Regions from separate parts of the Mus musculus genome. Here all the other regions are linked to region 2. Evidence: chromatin contacts called from public HiChIP or PLAC-seq data. All regions are on one chromosome and are shown on one strand. Each heading gives the region's core, a stretch centred on a gene start, on an enhancer-like site or on the middle of the called end of the contact. The rest is flanking DNA. Distances are from core to core; before and after follow the strand shown.

Region 1 (2,700 bases), core at 143-2,642, 460 kb after region 2:
CATTTGAAAGCTCCTGTTCCTAAAATTAGTATCAAACAATAAACTCCATAACAAAAGAACCCTTGAAAGTCACCAAAATTAGGAAAGCATTGATTGTTTCTGTTCAGATTCTTTTTATTTTCCTGTTACTTCATCTATCAGCAGTCTTTCTGTGTCAGTATAGACCCTTAGTTGGTACCTTGTGAGCTAAACTCCCTTAGAAGTAGGAATTCTGGCACCCAAATACATACCGATTGTATGAGTGACATTTTCTTCAGAAAAGTGAATCCAGCTGTGGTTAGCTTTTCAATAGGAGTGCATTGTAAAGATTTGGTTACATGTAATTGTAGGCACTGGAAAAACACAATTAAGTTTTTTTCATTTTTTTTTCAACATCTGTTGCTGTGTTTGAGGTCAGTAGGTGATACATTGGAGAGGGAAAGGTGGTTGTGGATTTAAAAAGAGCAGTGATCGATGTTGGTCCCCTCCAGCCTCCTGTGGAACTGCATCAGAGTTAACAGCCTACAGAAGCATCCTTCATCATCCAGCTAACAGTGCATTTGGTGCAGGTGTAGAAACCAAGGGGCTAATGATGTCCAGTAGCCACTGCCAAGATGAGCAGACAGATCCAGGACCATGTGTGTAGGCTGCCTGGCCATCCAAGCAGAACAATATTGTGGCTGTTGTTTATATCCCGTCTTCCAAACTGTCTACGAAGTATCTTTGGTGGCCCATACTAACCTGGAACTATTCATTGAAGAAAATTGGGAAATGTAGTCTAGTTTAAATAAATTGCTATACACATACAATACACATAGAGGAAATTGTCTTTGAAATGAATCTTTTTTTTTCCTTTAAGCTAAAGCTAATCTTGACTTACTTAAACTATTACATCAATTCTAATCTAGTAGCCAGATATTAGATAAGGAAATGAGCCTTCATTTATACACAACTGAATAAATATCTTGTTGTATTTTGCCTAATAAAGATAATCTGGTGGAGAAATGGAGACAAACATCTCACGCATTCTAAGAAAATCCCCAAATTCTCCAATAGTTCGAGTGTTCACCTGAATTCTCCCTGTGTCATCATAGCCAAGAAGCAAGTAATTTTAATCTCCAACTACAGATCAATGCTGGACAGCTAGTCTTTTTTTAAAAAAGCCAACTATTGCCCACATGAGATTCAGTAAGCCAGTGAGTCTATGGCTGGAAACTGGGGCTACACTCACACATGGTAAGGACCTGGTGGCCGTGAGCAGGCCTTCGTACCTATCCTGCTTCGGTAAGACTGAGACAGCTACTGAAGCCAAGGATCTTGAAGGTTTGGGAAGTTAAGGAGAGTCTCCCCAGCAGTGTTTTAGGCAGGACCCTAGCAGCCCAGAAATGTGTCTCTGGTCTTTACAAGACATTCCTTCCCAGCCAACTCCTTCAAAACCCTTCACAGAGTCAAGGGATCAAATAACAACCCTTAACTGGTTAATCAAATACAGCTGGATTTTCACAAAAAATGTTCACCCAAGCACAACTTTAATTTCATTTTAGCATAAATTTAGGCACTAGTTATATAGTGTTCTGGCCACTGAGTATTTAATTAAAAGTCTGAGGTTATCAAATTCTATTATATTCCCAAGTTCAATGCCTGCTTCCAGAATATATCACATGACAGATTTAAAAATAAACTATCAACCATCTGTAACTGCGTGACTATTTAAAGTAATGAGATAGCATGCTCTTCAGTAATTGTATACTGCAGTGAATGGGAGACCAATGGGAAGCCAAGAAAAAATTCTGTTAAGCCCACTACATACACTGAAACCCACCATGTGCATCTGTGTATGATCAAGATTTAATTAGGTTGGTGGCTTCGTGGCCTTTTGTGTACTCTGAATTGATACATTTAAGATAGTCTGCCTTGTAAGTTAATTCTAATTGCTTCGGAATCTACTCAAAATATTGGATTTGCTATTTTTAGAATCTGTGCGCAGTAATCTATGCTAGGTGTATGAGACTAAATAAAGCAGCAATCTTTATTCCACTTTGAAACCATTAATGATAGGAAAAGAATCCTGAAAATCAGAATCTATCCTCAGAGATGGTACAAATACTATGAAAATAGGTTGCTTACATATATAAAATACTAGAATGAAGGCCATTGACAAGTACAATACTATACACAAAGAAAAAAAGGAATACATGATTATTGTATAACATCCTATGAGTGAATTGCCAAGCCAAGCAGCTGTACTGCTTATGAACATACAAGGCATTGTTCTGATTTAACCAATAGGATCCTCTGTACAGAAAGTGTGTGTTTGCAGGACACACAGAGCAACCTTCCAGTCTAAACCATAATTAAAAAAAAAATAACATGTTGAATGAATGTGACCAAAATTCATGCCTAAAGATCTAAAAAGTATTGAAAATTGAGGGATGTAGAGAATAATAAAAGCCTTAGACAAATAGGCACGTGATCCCAGTAGGACTCCCAAGAAAGGAAAGTGTGGTGGAGGCTGAGCACCAACAAGATGGTATGCCTGTGTTCTGGGGTATTTTATGGAGTTATTTTTCCAACGGGCACCTCAGTCTCCCTTGAGGACTGAAAACAAATTGCTTCACACAGAGTCTGGGCCCCAAGCAGAGACTTAGTGCTTATCTTAGTGCTTTTCTTAGCTACCACAGCCTTTGACTTGCCTGACTTCCACAACCAAGCTCATCTGCG
Region 2 (2,700 bases), core at 92-2,591:
CTTTAAGTGACATGACTTATAGGTATCATAAAATCAAGTTCCACAGATGGTGGGTCTGAAAGAGAAGACAGTTGGAGATTATAAAAGGCTGGTGGGAGCTGGCCCTTTCTCAGGCTGCCCCATGCTAGAGGGTGGTCTCATACACACTCAAACCCAGTTTAAAGCTGCCCAAGTGCTGTACTTCGAATGCTTGCATCCAGACAATAGCCCCTTTCCTGGGGGAGGGGGGCGTATTTATTAAAGGGGAACAAAGAATGGTTAGCGCATGAATGACTTTCTTCGCTTACCTTCTGAAATCTGTTAATCCGGCTATAATGTATATAATGATTGCGACTTGGAAGAACATTGTAATGTTTTCCACCGTAAAGTTTCCTTAAGTTTTGGCAGGAAAATGTCATTGAGAGGAACAACATTTCAGTGGATCTTTGCCTGAGACGTGACACATAGTTGTACTGGAGGGTATGTGAAATGGGAATACTATCGCATCACCATGCTTCGCAGAGGATTTAGGCTGATCAGCAAAGTGAATCTTGATAACGAAATTTCAACTCCCCCAGAATTTTTTCTCCCCTCCCTTCCCCTCCCCTCCCCTTTTCTTTTCTTTCTTTAAAAACAAACAAACAAACAAACAGACAGACAGACAGACAGACAAACACTGCTCTTTCTATTGGACGTCAATGTTTTATTGATACCCAGTTTCCTTTCCCAGTTCCACAGCACAGCTAGGGACTTTGTGATGTCTCTTACTTTCCCCCTATCTCCTTCCATTCTCCTTTGCCTCTACAGCTCCCTCTCCCTGCCTCTCCCAACTCCGTGCCTTCCTCTCATCTAAACACTCCCCAAGGAAGATCAAAGAACCATCCATCCTGTAGCTGCAGCCTAGAGGAAAGAAAGCTCCAGCTCCCCCTTCTGGCGGGGCTGAATGTTGGGTTGAGGGACAGGAAGCTAGGCTGGGGCATCTTAGCTTCTGCACTTGGGGTGGGCTGGGGAATTAGGTGTTGTCTGAAGCAGCTTTGCACAGACATTAGGGGAAAAAACGTGCACCAATTCCCTTTGTGCTAGCTAATGTGATGCCCTTGAATTTGGGAGTGGGCCACACATTCCTGAAAGCCATTGTTTACCTTGGAGTTTTGGAGATTGGCTATAGCTCTGAAGGGAACACCAGAGCTGACTTTGCGAGCGCTTCCCCGGTACTGGAGAGACTTGGAACTCACAGAGGGGGAAAGTCGCCCTCCGGGGTGGGGGCTCCAGCAGAGGAGGGACGGCCGCTGGCCAATCAGAAGGAGAGGTCGCGCCGGGCTTCGCCTCCAAGGGGCTAGCTGTGGAAAGTTGGGAGGCTCAGTCGCTGGCCTGGAGCGCGGCGGCGGAGGCGGCACCGCAGGCTCGCAGCGTCCCCCAGGGCATGGACCCCGCGCTCTGCGGGCGCTCGGCTACTCGCAGCTCCCTGCACGCGGCCGCTTAGAGCCCAGGACCTACCCAGCCGGACAAAAGGCGCCGCATCCCTGCCCAGCCCAGCCCAGCTCCTGGAGGCAGCCGGGCTCCGGGTTGGTCTGCATCTCATTCTCCGCTCCAAAACTTTTGAGTTAGTTCAGAGACTGCAAAAGCCTGATGAGGCACCAGAGAGGAAGCCAGTCCTCTGCCTGCTGTTGAGGAGTAAGCACAGTGGTTAGGAGCTTAGGGCAAAGAGAAAAGCAGCGAGCAAAACAAGAAAAGAAAAGAAAAAAATGATTGCCCAGGAAGTGGTCCACACAGTATTCCTGGTGGCTCTTTTTCGTTCTTCCCTAGCTGGAGATGGGACTCCGCAGTCTGAGAGCAGGGCTGAGGAGATTCCTGAGGGGGCGTCCACGCTGGCTTTTGTGTTTGATGTGACTGGGTCCATGTATGATGATTTAGTTCAGGTTATTGAAGGGGCTTCCAAAATTTTGGAGACGTCTTTGAAAAGACCTAAGAGACCTCTTTACAACTTTGCTTTGGTGCCCTTCCATGATCCAGGTAAGGGGAATACTTACTCTCTGTATTTGTTGTGCTTGGTGATTCATAATTCTATTATTTCTTATGCTATGAATTTGTTATATTGTCAGAAAGTTTCAAAAGCATTTAAAAAAATGCAGCGGAATACGATAGTAACAAAGAATTGCCTACTGGCATCTGGGGTTATATCTCAGTTTAGCAAGGCTTAGCCATGGAGTGAGTAGATGGCTTGTTTAGGGGGATTAAACAGTGGTGCCCTGACCTGGAAATGTGGTCCTCTGAAGATGAGAACCAGGACTTTGTAGTAGCAACAGCAGCAAGCTCAGAGTTAACCTGCTTGCATTTTCAAGCTAAAGACTGTTTCAATTGCTAAGGCAGCCACGGGACAGGAATGGGGTTTTCAGCAGCAGGGCACTGAGCGCAAGCGAGCACACACTCTCAAGATAGCCTCACATGGGAGAAAATCAGACCTGCTGCAGGGCACATGAGCAAGTCTGTAAATAGCAGCTAGGATTGGAACTGGAGGCATGAAAATGAAAGACAGAAGCCATTCATTCTGTAACTGAATCTATTCACCGTGGCACCGGGTCATCATTAGTTAGATTCACCGATGTGTGTAAACAGTATGTTCATGTCTCAGGCGGTACAAATGCATGCAATTTGCTAGGTCTGTGCTCTTGAAAGGTAGTTGAAGAAAAATAGCTTTATGTTGTGCCCTGCAGCTGTGGC
Region 3 (2,700 bases), core at 54-2,553, 400 kb after region 2:
CCGACAGACAGAAAGGCAGGAGACAGACATAGGTATAGAAAAATTGCTATAAATCTTGGCGACTAAGAAAAATATGGTGTATGCTCTCACAGAAAGTTATTATGAGTTTTTTGGTGCACTCTAACACACATAATGGAAAACAGTTTTATATTTTCCTGTCAATGAATGCTAGCACAAGGTCTGTAAGACACCACTTACACCACTGTGTCCTCAGGCAGAATAGTAATTTTTATGTCCCAAAGACTCCTTCCTCTTCTGTGCCTTTTTTTTTCTTAAACCTTAGAGAGGATTAAAAGCATGAATAAGGAAGGAAGATATATCCTTCTTGTTAAAGCTTTGTCTTTAATCGTGAATCAGCTCTTTTGCCTTACGGTGATTATCGATCTAACAGATGGAAGCAAAGCCAAGCACACTAACACTTTCCCCCTCTGCTTCTGCCCTAATCATTGGGCGTTACCTCGTTGGGGCCCTTGCTGTGTCCACAAAAGTGCTCACAAAGCTCCATTTCAGCCTCCTTGGAATGAGCCAGCCTTGGTGGGATTGACCTTTGGTGAAGAATGATGAGGGTGGACGTCTCCTTAACCAGTGTTCAGTCAGCACAGAAAGCAAGTGGGCCTCTTGCTATCCATCCGCATACGAAGATGCCCTTTTGATAATAATGACAAAACCCCGTAGCCAGGTCTGTAGGTATTGCCGGTCCCTGGTAAAGTTGCCTGGCCCATCTCACAAGCAATAATTTTGTAGAAATGCTTAATTGTTCCGTGTGAGACTAAAATATGGAGACTTCTGCAAAATCGAAAGCTACACTTTGGCCACATGGAAAGACTTTTTGGAAGACAATTCAAGTGGTTTGCCTTTTCTTAACGGGGAATCTTTCTGCTTAGTTCTCTGACATATTTATCCATGTTTGAAATAACATCATGGTATTAGATCAATCTTCTCTGTGCTCCCACAGACCATAGGCATAATAGTAATAATAACTGTTATTATCGTTGCTGAGGAAATGAATGCAATGTCATTCCCAGGAGAGGTCTTGCGGATGACACACGTGGCTCGGGGCTTAGACTCCGACGGCGCCTTGCTGCTTGATGTCATTGTGAGTGGCCAGGTCCTACAGCTCCACTCACCTGCTGAAGTCGGTGTGAAGGTAACGTGCTACGAGAGCATCATGGTTAATCACAGGACAGCGAGGAGCACGAACGAAATCCCTGTAGACCGAGCACAGAGATCTTAGGTTTTTACTGTTTGCTCTGGAGATAAATTACTGCTCCCACTAGGTCATAAATAACCATCTGGTCTTGACTTAAAAATCTCCAGGGCTCAGCTTTTAAAGCTCTCTGAGTAGTTTTATTACCTGGTGTATTGGAGCCAGAACTGCTGCTGTGCTGATTTAAGCCACTTGTTAAATTTTCCTCTGAAAAATAAAACGCAATAGTGATTCCTACAATAAGTTTTTGTGTAGCATCCTCTAAGGGGGGGAGGGGAGGAAATCAAACGGGGGATGATGTAATTATATTTTCACTTCAAAATTATTTATTTTTAACTTGAATAAAATGAAAGCAATACTTTGAGAGCTTAGAGTAATGAAGATGGCCCTCCTACAGCTTTTAACTCATGGCCCACAATGTCACCATCTTGTTAACTTACAAATTGTGACAGAAAATTACAAACCTGATTCTAAAGATGAGAATCGACCTGAGTTATGTCCAGAACACTACTGTGTAATTACAGTCTTATTCAGAACTCCATTGTTAATCTCTAAGGCTTTCTTCCCTGCTCCCCACCCCCAACCCCAGCATACCTCATATGTTAAACAGAATGCAAAACTCCAGGTGCAATGTTGACCCTCAAATCCTTTCCCTTAGGATTACACAGAGGACTACATTCAAACAGGACCCGGTCAGCTCTATGCCTACTCAACTCGTCTGTTCACCATCGATGGCATCAGTATCCCCTATACGTGGAACCACACCATTTTCTATGATCAGGCCTGGGGGAAAATGCCTTTCTTAGTAGAGACACTTCATGCATCTTCCATAGAGTCTGACTACAACCAACTAGAAGAGACACTGGGTTTTAAAATCCATGCTTCAATTTCCAAAGGTAACATTGTTAAGGGAACCTCCAAAGATCTGTGCTGCCGTCTTATTTTTTTTTAGAAAGATAAAGATAGGTGCCTTGAAGCCATTCAAATTAGGAATATGAAGGGCCAGGTCTAACATGCTGGAGTTGGGTTTTTTGTCTGTGCTACATTCTGTTTTTGTTGTAGGAAGGCCCTTGTAAAGCTCACTCAGTTGCATTTGGTTGACTAAGATGCCTCTCCAGGCAACCTAGGCAACCAGACAAAGTCCTAACCCAGATTCTTGGACAGGACTAAATGTTATCCACCTGAAGGGTTTTTCTTTAGGTAATACAGTCCATTTTTAAATACTGTCTTAATTGATGAATTTTCAAAATTCAAAATTACTGATGTAAAGTACACCCCAGCTTAAACTAATCAGAAATTTCTAGATTTTTCAAGGCAGCTTCCTTTAAGTGCTTTATTCTCTGTATTGAATATATTGATGTTGTCTTTTGGGAAGGCCCAACATGTATGTGTCAAGCAGAGCTATAACACTGAGGAAATGGGGAAACAAAAGAATTCACATTAATACACCTTAGAACACTTAGAACTTAGTAATGTGGCCATAATGTTTATCA

Evidence for each region. HiChIP or PLAC-seq counts read pairs in DNA pulled down with a chosen protein or histone mark.
Region 1: an H3K4me3 HiChIP or PLAC-seq map of craniofacial prominence shows a contact between it and region 2, with 5 times the contacts expected there. The contact joins the enhancer-like site here to the promoter of Hmcn1 in region 2. A contact is called at or near these places in 18 of 39 promoter capture datasets (the 3T3-L1 cell line, 3T3-L1-derived adipocytes, the C10 cell line and 11 more), 4 of 15 datasets of contacts at CTCF or cohesin (hippocampal excitatory neurons, large pre-B cells, pro-B cells and 1 more), 95 of 484 Hi-C or Micro-C datasets (the AML12 cell line, the AtT-20 cell line, B cells and 55 more), 13 of 115 datasets of contacts at active chromatin or transcription factors (PVALB interneurons, astrocytes, bone marrow-derived dendritic cells and 7 more) and 2 of 9 other capture datasets (adipose tissue and embryonic stem cells).
Region 3: a contact with region 2 is called in an H3K4me3 HiChIP or PLAC-seq map of embryonic limb bud, with 3 times the contacts expected there. The contact joins the enhancer-like site here to the promoter of Hmcn1 in region 2. A contact is called at or near these places in 6 of 39 promoter capture datasets (embryonic stem cells, liver, stem cell-derived epiblast-like cells and 1 more), 6 of 484 Hi-C or Micro-C datasets (the MNK3 cell line, cerebellum, cerebral cortex and 2 more), 6 of 115 datasets of contacts at active chromatin or transcription factors (astrocytes, cardiomyocytes, craniofacial prominence and 3 more) and 1 of 9 other capture datasets (adipose tissue).

What each region holds. Positions count from the first base shown.
Region 1 is chr1:150,536,658-150,539,357 of GRCm38.p6, reverse strand. No RefSeq gene overlaps it. Among named protein-coding and RNA genes, the nearest start is that of Gm41967, 65 kb to the right of the region's middle. Within about 2 kb of position 1,392, at least 32 of the 459 cell types and tissues checked have an H3K27ac peak or open chromatin away from gene starts, as enhancers often do. A contact at or near this core is called in craniofacial prominence, embryonic limb bud, nephron progenitors and 2 more, where this site is marked.
Region 2 is chr1:150,992,076-150,994,775 of GRCm38.p6, reverse strand. It overlaps Hmcn1 (hemicentin 1), which reads left to right and starts at 1,341. Exons shown (of 107, transcript NM_001024720.3): 1 at 1,341-1,992. The coding sequence starts at 1,725.
Region 3 is chr1:150,592,359-150,595,058 of GRCm38.p6, reverse strand. Hmcn1 (hemicentin 1) reads left to right here. Exons shown (of 107, transcript NM_001024720.3): 96 at 1,026-1,147; 97 at 1,866-2,103. Among named protein-coding and RNA genes, the nearest start is that of Gm41967, 120 kb to the right of the region's middle. Within about 2 kb of position 1,303, at least 6 of the 459 cell types and tissues checked have an H3K27ac peak or open chromatin away from gene starts, as enhancers often do. A contact at or near this core is called in embryonic limb bud, where this site is marked.